2 separate regions of the Mus musculus genome follow, and region 2 is linked to region 1. Evidence: chromatin contacts called from public HiChIP or PLAC-seq data. All regions are on one chromosome and are shown on one strand. The core of a region is the stretch at or near the end of the contact, and the rest is flanking DNA. Distances in the headings are between cores, read along the strand shown. Region 1 holds the start of Kifc3 (kinesin family member C3). Region 2 has its middle 16 kb from the start of Gm31277.

Region 1 (5,922 bases), core at 1,795-4,294:
CACTGCAGGACTGGGAACAGACAGACTGCTCTTACCTCCCTTCCTCCGTGACAGACAACTTCAGGAGTGTCAGAAGAAGTGGGTTTCAACCTGCAGAACCACACAATAGGAGAGTCAACTCTAGAACATTCTCTTACTTCGAGGGACTGTTGCCTGGATACAGAGGCTGTAGTAATGGCTCCTTGGGAAGCTGAGGTTGGAGAATTGCTTCCTATAAGTTCCTCTAGCTCAGAGAGACAATAAACCATTTCCCCAGATGCAGGAACTCTTTCTGATCGCAGTAAAACAGCTGTCCAAGGGTCCTTCTGTCTGCTAGGAATTACCCATCATTTGCACGGGAGGAAGTCTATTTGGGTGTGTCTCCTGCATCTTGCTCTCCGAATCCTACCTGTCCCGTGTATACCTGATTAGTTGTTCTGTATGTCACACCAGGGTGAAACTTGTGAGGTTGTGATGTCTGGAAAGGGTCCTGTCCTCAAGGTGGGACTGGCGAGGACAGGACAGGCTACCACCATGACCATGGTGGTGGGGGTGGCATATACACCCTCTACAGGGATGGGGAGTCCTGATGCCCGCTGCTCCCTGTGACTGAAAGGGAAGGTGTGCTTGCTGGACTTGCAGAACTTGAAGGTCATCTGAAGTGGGTAAGATAAAGGTTAGAAGAGGGGGGTCACTGTGGTGGTGGTGGTGGGGGGGTGTGAGGAAAGGAATGAGGCCTCCAGGCATCTGAGAAGGCTGGGGCTGATTGGCCAATAAACCTCTGGAGACGGAAAAACTTGGCCTGCTTATCTGTGGTGGACTTTGGTCACTGGGAGAAAGAGGGGAAAAAAATCACAGCAGGATTTTCTGGATTGTCTTTTCTGCTTCCCTCTAGGGAAGCGCTCTTAAGCCCTTTTGTACTTCTAATAGCTGGGGGAGGGGTTTTCATGTACTTTGGGCACCTAGAGAAGCCACTGTCAACCCCTTGCCCTGCAGATACTGCCACCCCCTTGCCCTGCAGAAACAGGTGTAGGTTTTCAGTATTCTGGCCACTGCCTTTTATCTGGCTCTAGACAGCTCCACCTCTACCCTAAAGTGGGCCGGAAGCATCAAGGCCATTGGCTAGGATTCTGGGAAATCTTTCACTTTTCCCATGGTTAGGAGAGAGTTGGCAGCCTCCATTGAAACTGCCAGAGAAGTGGAGTTGGTATGCAGTTCCTGGTGACACTCTAACCAGCAGACTTTGAACTGAAATCCTCCCCTTGGCCTCCCCAGTGGCTAGAATGACAGGCCCTGTGCCACCAGGGCCAGCGGAATGTGAACTCTTAAATTCTTAATAATCATTGAACGATTAGTTTTTTCAGTTGGAGCTAGAGCCTTGCTGGGAGTTTTAAAGTGCTTCCTCCTATGGTTTCAGCCCGCCCTTCATTTTTCCTTCATTGGTGCTTCCTACATTCATACAGTGGCCCCTGTGCACAGTGCACATGTGTGCATCCCTATAGGACTTGGAGCCTCAGCTCTGACCCATTCTGAGTTTGCCTCTCCTCTCTTGAACACATGGACATAGGAGGTGCCCATCTCCTGGGCGGATCAGTGTGGAACGGGACCTTGCTGTTACAGAGCACAGTGCCAGACACTATACTCACCAGGAATAAATGGTGTCTATTATGTGCACAAGGGAAAAGGGCTGTCCTAAATGAAGTGTTGGCAGCACTTACACCCAGTGGGTGGGATCACAGTCACAAGGAACATCCATTACTTTTCTAATTGGAGAAAAGAGAACAATAAATGTTTTTATTAGTTAAAACAAAACAAAACAAAACCTGACTTTGGCTTTGCTAGAAGGAAACTGAAGTTTATGTCAGTGTCCCAATCCTTAAGGAAGACAAGGTTTCTCCTTTTATATGCAAACTTAAATGCAGGACACACCCCTTCCCCTCGAATAGAGCCTTCAATAGATGAGACAGTGCTTGCTTCCAGCTGGGGGCCTACTGGCCAGGCCTGGCCTGGCACCAGGCACCCTGTGGGGCCTAAGTCCTTGTCTCTGTTTTTGCTCCAGATTCTTGACACGTGGCTCAGCAGCGGAAGCGGGAAGCAGGCCCAGAGGAGGCAGCAAGGCCCTCCCTAGGTCTCTCCTAGGCCATTTCTGGCAAGCCTGAAGGGGTAGACCCTCACCCTCCTCAGGTTATCTGGGGACCATCAGCCTCTGCGGGACAGGCTCCTGTGGCACATTCTCCTTCCGCACTCCGGAGTGGGCATACTGGGGCTGGAATAAATGCCTCTCTGTTTGGGAGACAAAGAACAGAGTGGCTCCTTTGGGTCAGCAGTCTCTCTTGGCTGCCTGAGCCTTCTCTCCCCCAGGCCTCTTCAGTGGCTCCTAGACGCCCCAGGAAGGAGCTTTTAAAGACAGACGGTGGAGCTGTTTTGCCGGAGCTTAAGGGAATGCGTTACCTTAACAAACCCCAAGCCTGCTGCTCAAGAAAATATTTATTGGTTGGGGGTGCAGGGGTGCAGCTGGCAAGGCAGGATGCCAGGCTGGGCACAGAGAGAGGGTGCACGCCTGTGTAACAGAGCAGGTGAACGTGTGGTATGCGTGTGCTCGATCTCGCGTGCAAGAGCTTGTGTGAGGAAATGTATTAAGATGTGAGTCTGTGTGTGTGTGTGTGCCAGTTGTGTGTGGATCCTAGCTGGCGTGCGTGAAACTTCTGCACCTGGGTTTGGGGTGGAGTACAAACCGTTTTGAGGGTGAGTGTTAACGTTAACTCCTGGGTAGGAGTAATGGGTGAGGGCGAGTGTGCAGGTACGCGGTGTGCAGTGGAGGGTGTGAGCCAGCTCGGAAGGGGCAGGCAAGGTGCGCCTGGGCTCGTGCACCAGTGGGTGTGCGCACAAGGGTGTACCAGCCTGTGTCGGGTGGATGGGTAGGATAAGAGGGGAGGCATGCGCCTGGGGTGGGCGCGTGCGCGAGAGTGCGCGTGCCCCCCTCCCGAGCCCGTTACCATGGGAACGCGCCGCGGCCTGAGTTAATCATTTCCTGTGGAAAGTGCGGGAGGGGCGGGCACGGGGCGGGCCAAGGAGGCAGCGGCGGCGGCGTGGAGCTGCCTCGCGCGGGCGGGCGGGCCGGAGCCGGCCGGAGCGGGCCGAGCCCGGGGCGCTGCGGTGGCGGCGCTGGGATCCTGTCTCCGCTAGGCCGGTGAGTCGGGTCCCGGCAGGCTGGGGGTGGAATGGGACGGGCTCCTCCCGGCGCTCCTGCTGGGCGCCGCGCCCGCCCTGCCTGAGGACCCCCTCTTTCCCCGACCCGGTGGGTGTTGCGATCAGGCCCCAAGAGACCCGGCTGAGCGCGGGGCTCCCACTGTATTGGTCCAACCGGAGGATCTTGCAGAGACCTGGGCGTGAGGGTGGCACAGCCTCTGGGGTAGCGCCACCAAGACCGACTCCTTGGAGGGGGAATGTGCAGTGCCTACCTGGGAGCTGCGGGTCAACCAGTGAACCCCCTCCCCCTGCAAGGGTCGCTTCCAGGAAGGCTACTGTTTGGGCCCTCCCTCTGTGTCCCCCGAGTAGTTCTCCCCCATCCCCCGGGCAAGGCCCGAGGTGGGGTGCGGCAGCCCCTAGGTTAGGAGGGAGGGCCTCAGAAATACCCTCTCAAGCTGAGAGGGATCAAGTCATTGACAGCTGCGGCTGAGGAATCCCTGCAGGGAGGGGAGCCCAGAAGCTGTCTGTCCCCTCAGCCTTTCCACTGCAAGTAACAGGAGAACTCTGGCTGACACAGTGAAAGGCCGGGTCCTGAGACATTTTAAAGAGGAAGCTGGATTTAAATTCTTAAGTAGTATTTGTCACCCTTCCAAAACATACACACACACTTTAATGCATTTCTCAAGCTTGGGCCTTGGGACTACCCCTAGCTTCACCTTCCTTAGTGTCCTTCTGCCCCAGACTGGGTAAATGCCCTTCCTAGTCTGGTAGGACTTATTCCCCATGCCCTTCATAAAGGGGCAGTCTCCTTGGCTAGAGAGAGTCATTTGCTAGGAATGCAGTCCCAGAATGGTTTTGTGTATTGGAGTGGTTGGACTTCAGGGTTTGGGGATGGTAAGTTCTGCTGTCTGTATGGGTACCAGAGAGCAGAAAATTTGAAATCTGGATGCACCAGAACATGTGTGTGCCAGGGATACCCTAACCCAGTCTAGCCATGCCCCCTCCCCCAAATGCTCACCCAGGAGAACTAAGCTATCCCCTGCAGTGGTGTATAGGTGACTATGAGGTCTACACACACACACACACACACACACACACACACACACACAGAGAGAGAGAGAGAGAGAGAGAGAGAGAGAGAGAGTGAGTCTTTGCCCTGTCTCTGGTTTAAGACAGGAGGAAGGCAGATCTACCATCCTTAGCTAAACCCAGAGAAGCACATGCCCCTCCCCCAAACAGCTTCCGCATTCACCCACCAATGGGACAGTTTACCAAGAGATAGCAGCATCTTGGGCCCTTTGCCTGTGTCCATACTTCATATGTGTATTTTCTGATGTCAGCCCTGAGAAGTACAGTTTTCACCACTTGATACATGAAGATGATAAGGCAAAGAGCAGGTAATTAATTCTTCTAGGTGGCGGAGCCAAGGTCTGACCTAGCCCATAGCTCTACTGCATGATTTCCAGGTCACTAGAGGTCCCAGGACCCCAGACCTAACACCTGTGTAAGGAGATGATGCACTTGTCTCTTGGCCTAGAACCCTGGGCTTGTTTGAGATTCCTTGATACTCCTGACCTCACACCCGGGTTTCCAGCTGCTAAATTCAGCTGCCTTTTCCTCTTGGGGACCTAGCACACACCCTTCCTCTTTCTCCAGGCTGCCGCTCCAACTTCCCTTCCTGATAGCACAGAAATATGCTCCCCCACCTCCTTGACTGAGCTGATCTCTCCTAGAATCCTCTGCCCGTCATGGTCTCAGCTTGGTACGAGCACCCACAGAGGATGGTCCTCCCAGCTTCACCCCCTGGCCTGCAGGGTCGGCTTCATGCACTGCATCAGGCCACCTGGGTAGGGCATTTGTATCTGCTCTCTGCTCCTCTGGCTTCTCCCACTTTACACCCATCTCAAGGCATCCATGGGATGGGGGATGGGGTTGATCAGCATCTTTCTGACCCCTTCCCCCCACATTCCTGTCCTCTCCCAGTGAGTACCCCACACTTGACTTGTCTTCAGTCAGGGGAGGAAGAGACATGACCCACTGTCTTCAGTACTTGCCCCTAAAAGCATCAGATCAAAAGTCTTCAGTCTCTGACTCCAGATTCTTGCTATTTGTTTCCTGTCTCTAGATGCATTGTTCCTGTACCTCTGTCTACCCCTACATGTCACCTCTCCCCTGTTCTATATAGCATATTCTCTCAGCTCCATCTCCTCATCATCCTGGCTGAACTTCCCTCTAAGAAGGAAACAGCTGCCTCCTAGGCCCTTTCCAGTCCCTTGAGTCGCTTTGAAACGGCTTTGCAACCTAGGCTGGTCTGGAACTTGCAACCTTTCTTTTTGTTTTTTCGAGGCAGGGTTTTTCTGTATAGCCATGGCTGTCCTGGAACTCACTCTGTAGATCAGGCTGGTCTTGAACTCTGCCTGCCCCTGCCTCCCGAGCGCTGGGATTAAAGGTGTGTGCCACCACGCCTGGCTAGAACTTGCAACCTTTTGAGTGCTAGGGAAGGTAGGTGTGAGCCCCTGTACCTGGCTGGCTCTCCCTGCTTTTGTTAAAGAGGTCCCTAGGGCTTTCTTTTAGTTGGCTATGGCTACCTGACTGTCCTGCCCTTCCTACTTGCTCTCCAGCCGCTTCTGAGGACTTCGTGTATGCGCTGACAGCTCCTGCCACTCTCAGACCTCTGGCCTTCAGGGACTGCTCCCCCCAACCCCGACCCTCCAACCCCATCCACGCCTGTCCTTACTTAATACCATTAATCTT
Region 2 (6,008 bases), core at 974-3,473, 43 kb before region 1:
GAACTGGCCTTCCAGGAAGAGAGTCCACAGTTCTGACAAAGTAAATTAACACATGCAGATTTTAGACTTTTCTTTTTAGCGTTTCTATAAAATGTGGCACCGAACAGGAAATCGGAAACTAGGCATCTTTCTCTTCCAGGTTTGGCCAAACTATAAATAAATCCAACTTCCTTTATCAATTTACTTCCCAATTTCCTTTAAGAAGTGGCACACTTAACGGATCTAAGGACCACCCACCCCCCCACCCCACCCCCCGTAACAGGGAGGCTGAGGAAGGAGGGGGAGAAGTTTAAGAAGTGTAGACCAGTGCTGGCTCAGAGAGATGCTCAAAAGCCAGGGGATGAAGAAGTAGAGACCACAATGGCAGAGGCACAACTTCACAATGCATCTCACAGTCTGGGGACCTTGACTGCAGAAAAACCGGGTCCTTGGCTTCAACACAGAAAGGAATTTCAGAATAATCATATGAAGCAGAGTTAAAGTTTCTTTTCTAAAAGGCATTTGAAACACAGATTTTTTTTTCCTCCCCCAGGAGTTAACAGTAAGACAGCAAGGGTGTGGAGAGTCCCGTTTCATTGTCTTAACAGATGGCCAAGATATGGTGTTTGGATGTATTTTAAAGACAAGTCCTTTGTCTTCAAAGGGTTGCAAGGAACGGAAATGAGATTACAGTGGGTTCCTGAGGGGCACCTGATAGGACCGCAGGTGACGAGTCTGTATCACCTCAGGGAAGCATCTTTACTGTGAACAGCTGGGAAAAAGAAACGAGGGAGGCCAGGTACTTTCAGGCCCATGCCCGGCTCACTGCTAATTTAACAGAAAGCATCTATACAAAGAAAGAGACCTCCTGGTGAATGTAGTCCTGGAGGTGGAACTCTTTCTTCTCAGCTGGCGAGAGGGGCTTCAGCCAGACTCTGCTCTGAGGAGTTCCTCTCTCTCTGTTCCTCATGCCCCCATAATTTTCCTTGTTTTTAAAATCCTGCCTCAGTAGAAAAGGTACTTCCTTAGCGTACATTAAGCCAGACTGGGAAGGCAAGGGCGCGTTTGATGGATTTGAGAAAACGGAGAAGCCCTTCACCCAAGCACTTGGTTGAAGCCTTTGCCAGCCAATTAACTACAGCTTAAGGCCGTTTCTCCTTCCTAGCCTTGAACCGCACCAGAAACTCCATTTTCAGGGGAAAGACATTGCCAAAGCTGTGTGCAGCACTTCATTTGTAGCCTCTGACTGTGATTCCCTCCAGGGCATCTCTGGAATCACATGAAGAACATCTCCTATTAAAAGAGAGAGGGGATGTTGCTGGAGAGATGGCTCAGAGGTTAAAAGCACTGACTGAGCAGACCAGGGCTGGCCTTGAACTCACAGAGATCTGCTCGCCTCTGCCTCCCAGATCCTGAGATTTAAAAGTGTGCGTCACCACACCTATTTAACAATAAATCTTTAGAAAACAAAGCAAAGCAATCTTTCAACTCTGCTTTGACTAACGGGTCAGCCCTGAAAGTCTCAGTGTGGAAATCAGACTCTGATGAGGTCATTAAAGGTCTCCAGGCTGATGAGGGCGGCCATGTAGAAGAGGGACTGTCCAGTCACGGCTGCCAGCATAAGGCCCTGGGTTTGAACATAAGGAACATCTTTCTTCATCATCTCGTCAGAACTTATGCCACCTGTAAATTCACTCTGACTCCCTTCCCCAAGGGTGACAGGAAATTGGGCAATCCTACTGGTGTATATTTGACACACAGAGAGACTCATTGAGAAACCTCTGGTCTCTTTCTATTCATAAAATATTAATGATGCGTAAGGGAGACCATTCAAATTACAGCCCTTAGTAATCAAATCCTCCTCCTCAACTCCAGAAAAGGAAACCTCAAACAAAAATCCAGGTTCCTTGTTGTGGTTTGCTGTATCCCCCTCTTGACTGTATCCTTCTGGAATTCCTCTGATACTCCAAAGTCATCTTGTTACTTTTGTGAATCTTGAGTAAGCCCTTATTTTCAGTTCTTTGTATAAGAGACCAGGAACCTGGAAACATCAGGTCCCATCCCTGATAGCCTGTAATAATCCAAGGCTACACTCACTCCTGAGGTTGGAGGTGTTCGCCCATCTGCCAAGCTTTCTGAATGACAGGCTGTAAGTTCAAGGGATGCCCGAGTACCCTCCCCAGGTCGGCTGCTTTACTACACAGCTCCCAGCATGCAGGAATTTAACTGCTTAAACTGACTGGCCTGTTCAAAAAAGATGAGCTGAGGGACAGAAAGGGCTGGGCCAGAGCTCAGGAGCGCTCCCCACCCCCTGCTCCTACCCGGGGAGTTGCATTCAGCAAGTCTTGGAAGCTCAGCCAATCTCATAGCGGATTGGTTGGTTTGTTTAACGCTTTTACGTACAGAAGCCAGTCTCTAGCTCCTGCTGCCTGCAGGTTAAAGGAGAGAAAGTTCCAGCTCTTTAATCACTGGCTATCTGGTGACCAACCCCATCCCGAGGCCACCCAGTAACGATTAAATCATCCAAGTCACACATGCTCAGGTCCACTGAAAGGGGCCCCATATCTACGTATTCCCGGCAGTGTCTCCCTACGTAGCCCATGCTGGCCTTGAACTTCTGATTATCCTACTTCTGCTTTGCATGTGCTCAGGAGAAAGGGGTTTGGTTTTTGTTTTTTTGTTTTTTTTTGTTTTTGTTTTTGTTTTCTTTGGTTTTGTTAGTTGTTTGTTTTCTGAAGTGCCTAGGCTCTAGGACCTTTCTCAAACTTCCTAATGCTGTGACCCTTTAATACAGTTCCTCATGTTATGGCGACCCCCAGCCATAAAATTATTTGATTGCTACTTCATAACGGTAATTTTGCTACTGTTATGAATCAAAATGTAAAGATCTGATCTAGCCTGGCAGTGGTGGCACACACCTTTAGTCCCAGCACTTGGGAGGCAGAGGCAGGCAGATTTCTGAATTTGAGGCCAGCCTGGTCCACAGAGTGAGTTCTAGGACAGCCAGGGCTACACAGAGAAACCCTGTCTTGGAAAACAAACAAACAAACAAGAAGATCTGATTGCTACCCCAAGGAGTCTCCACTCACAAGTTGAGAACCACTTGGTACCACAACTAAATCTATTTCCCTGTATTACAGAATTGTAAAGGAATGTGAAGTCCTTTCATGGGTTATGCTCTGTTCTGGTCCTAAAAGAGCTTCCTGGGTCACAGTCAAGCCAGGGAGGTTTCTCAAAGCTCAGTCCCTGAGTGTCTGAGGAGAAAACCAAACCCATGGAACTGATGCGTGTGGGTGGAGTGGCGGTGCTGCCTTGTTCTAGCCACGCGGGAGACATTGTTAATCCGCTTTTCTCCTATGGTAACTCGATGGAAGGAGGGGAGGAAGCATGGGCCACGGGAGCCTGGTTTAAGAAGGGCTTAACACGAGAATTTGCACCTGTCTGGGCAATGCTGTCAGCCCAGCCCGGGTGGCTCTGTTTCTCAGTGGCACCGTGCTCCACAGCCCACAGGCAGGGATCTATCTAGCTCTGCATCAGATGCTAGCCTTTCATCTGGGACCAGGAACACAAGAACGATCTTAGGTGTCTTCCCGAGACTCTGGACCTGAATCTCTTGCCTACCCTACTCTGGAATGTGTAGAACCCTCCCTCCCCACTTCCCTTCCCTCAAACCCCTCTAGAGTTTGCACTTTGTGGGGGAGGGGAAGGTGAACTAGGGCAACTCTATGGCCCTCATCCCATCCACCTCCCTAAGGAGCAGGCAAGTCGGAAGCATCCCTCTGCTCGTTCTTGTTTCAACAGCTGTTCCATGCCCTTCGTTCACAAACCTTTGCAGGGCCTTTGCTCCACACCAGCCTGGGGATAACTGCCTGGGAGCCCTCGGCAAACACTGTGGACCAAGATCCTAGCATGTAGAGCTTGCTGTCCTTTACAGAGGGACACGAGAGGTAAAGCACAAGCCAACATGCCTTGCACACATGTTAAGAGGCCATACAGCTGAGAGAGAGAGAGAGAGAGAGAGAGAGAGAGAGAGAGAGAGAGAGAGAGAGAGAGAGAGAACGCAAAGCTGGGCATGGTGGTGCGCACCTACGATCCTAGTTGAAGGAGGAAGGCTGAGCAGGAGGATCTTTCAAGGACTCGAGGCCCTACAGAGTAAGCCTTGTCTCAAAAATAAACAAGGACAGATTGGGAGACATCAGTGGGTTAACATGGGGGCCACTGAAGGCTCTGAGCAAGACAGTGATGGGACTGGGCTTTGGTTTTAAGAGGGTCCCTGGATGCTAAGACATGGTGATGCTATGATAGGCCTCCGGGCAGAGACATGGTTGGATTGCAAGTTATATTCGAAGGGAAGACTTATTAGAGTGTGATGTCACGGCGTAGCACGGGAAAGAGCTGGAATGTGATGGCACACACCTCTAATCCCACTTAGGAGCCAGGGCAGGAGGATGGATGCTCAGGGCCAGCCTGGTCAACATTGTGAACCCCCATTTCCAAAAGACAAACAAACAAACAAACAAAAAAAACCCACAAACATCGGAAATGCCCGGGAAGCCTCCACCCAAGTCATTAGGGCAGAAGAGGCAGTCGCTGTTAGCTGGGCCGGGAAGGCTGAGGGTGAAGGAGGATTTGGGAGGCTGAAAATCAAGATCAGCTGTGAGTATCTGGCCACCTCAGGAAGTAGAATTAGGAGTCAGGAGGATCAGGCTGGAGAGATGGCTCAGCGGTTAAGAGCACTGACTGCTCTTCCTAAAGGTCCTGAGTTCAAATCCCAGCAACTACACGGTGGCTGATGACCATCCGTAACGAGATCTGACACCCTCTTCTGGTGCGTCTGAAGACAGCGAGAGTGTACTTAGATATAATAATAAATAAATCTTAAAAAAAAAAAAACAAGAGTCAGGAGGATCAAGGCCAATCCTAGCTACACAGAGAGTTTGAACTCAACCTAGGTTGCATGAGACCCTGTCTTTAAAAAAAATCTGGACATACTGAGTTTCCTGTTGGAAGACTGAAGCTGTGGGTGTTACAACTCGTAGGACCATGGAGCCGACTGCAGGGAAAGCAGCTGCCTAAAAGCTCTTCATAAACGTTCGTGTTCTAGGACCCTCGCTTGTGACCCAGGTGACCCAGGTGATTCCCTGGAAGCCGAAGCAGGTGCTGTCTTCAGAGCCTTTTAATTGTTGTAGTTAAAGCCTCCTCGTTCACAGCCCCGAGCCACTGTTAGTGGAATTAGCGGACCAAGCAGAAAACGCCTGGGCACGGGTGGTTGCAGGCTCCGGCACGCATGACTGTGCTGTCGGGGCAAGCCTGGCTGTGGGTGCCATGTTTGTAGGACCAGCCCTGGTCTGGTTGAGCTGGAACAGCTGGGGGGCAGCAACAGAGAGAAAAGTGGGAGAAAGACCCCAACCAAGAGGAGACTGCTGGCTGGTGATGGCCAGGCCTCAGCACCTCCAAAGATGCCTCTGCAGCGCTCAAAGCTCACTCGCTCCCCAACAAGCATCCTGGGCTCAGAGGTCTGGGCTCCTGAACTCCAGGTAAGGAGCAGGGACCTACCTAGCCTCTGGGTAAAGGAAGCAACTTTTCCAGTGAAGTGTATTTGTTTTTCTTAAGGCCCTGCAAGCCTACCTGAATTATACACTTTCTTTTTCTCCTTACGATCTTGCGTCCTGTTGGAAGTGCTCGCCACAGATCTAACTGAAAGAGATAACCAGATGTTTTCTTTGGTTTGGGGAGATAGGGTTTTTCCGTGTAGTTTTGGCTGACCCTGGACTTGCTCTGTAGACCAAGCTGGCCTCAAACTCAAGAGATCTGCCCACCTCTGCCTCCTCCTGAGTGCTGGGATTAAAGTCGAGTGAGTGCCAGCGCTCCCCACACAGACCAGACGTTTCTAATGCTGAGCCTCAACCCAGCCTAAGTACTAAATTCAGAACTGACTCCTTCCCTTTGAGAACGAACCGCGCCTGGTTTTCATTACGCAGGACTAAGATGAGGCATCTTGCAGAAAAGGAAATGCTTATTTTGGAGAA

The links. HiChIP or PLAC-seq counts read pairs in DNA pulled down with a chosen protein or histone mark.
Region 2: an H3K4me3 HiChIP or PLAC-seq map of embryonic stem cells shows a contact between it and region 1, with 43 read pairs. The contact joins the enhancer-like site here to the promoter of Kifc3 in region 1. A contact is called at or near these places in 2 of 39 promoter capture datasets (HPC-7-derived erythroid cells and embryonic stem cells), 2 of 15 datasets of contacts at CTCF or cohesin (CD8 T cells and the NIH/3T3 cell line), 42 of 484 Hi-C or Micro-C datasets (the AML12 cell line, the N1E-115 cell line, the NIH/3T3 cell line and 17 more), 34 of 115 datasets of contacts at active chromatin or transcription factors (the 230-238 cell line, CD8 T cells, astrocytes and 17 more) and 3 of 9 other capture datasets (adipose tissue, liver and pancreatic islet).

The regions. Positions count from the first base shown.
Region 1 is chr8:95,139,679-95,145,600 of GRCm38.p6, reverse strand. It overlaps Kifc3 (kinesin family member C3), which reads left to right and starts at 3,044. Exons shown (of 22, transcript NM_001372314.1): 1 at 3,044-3,169. It overlaps Gm31036 (a long non-coding RNA gene), which reads right to left. Exons shown (of 3, transcript XR_001778639.1): 2 at 36-90.
Region 2 is chr8:95,181,761-95,187,768 of GRCm38.p6, reverse strand. It overlaps a transcript of Kifc3 not described here. Among named protein-coding and RNA genes, the nearest start is that of Gm31277, 16 kb to the left of the region's middle. Within about 2 kb of position 2,223, at least 9 of the 459 cell types and tissues checked have an H3K27ac peak or open chromatin away from gene starts, as enhancers often do. A contact at or near this core is called in embryonic stem cells and rod photoreceptor, where this site is marked.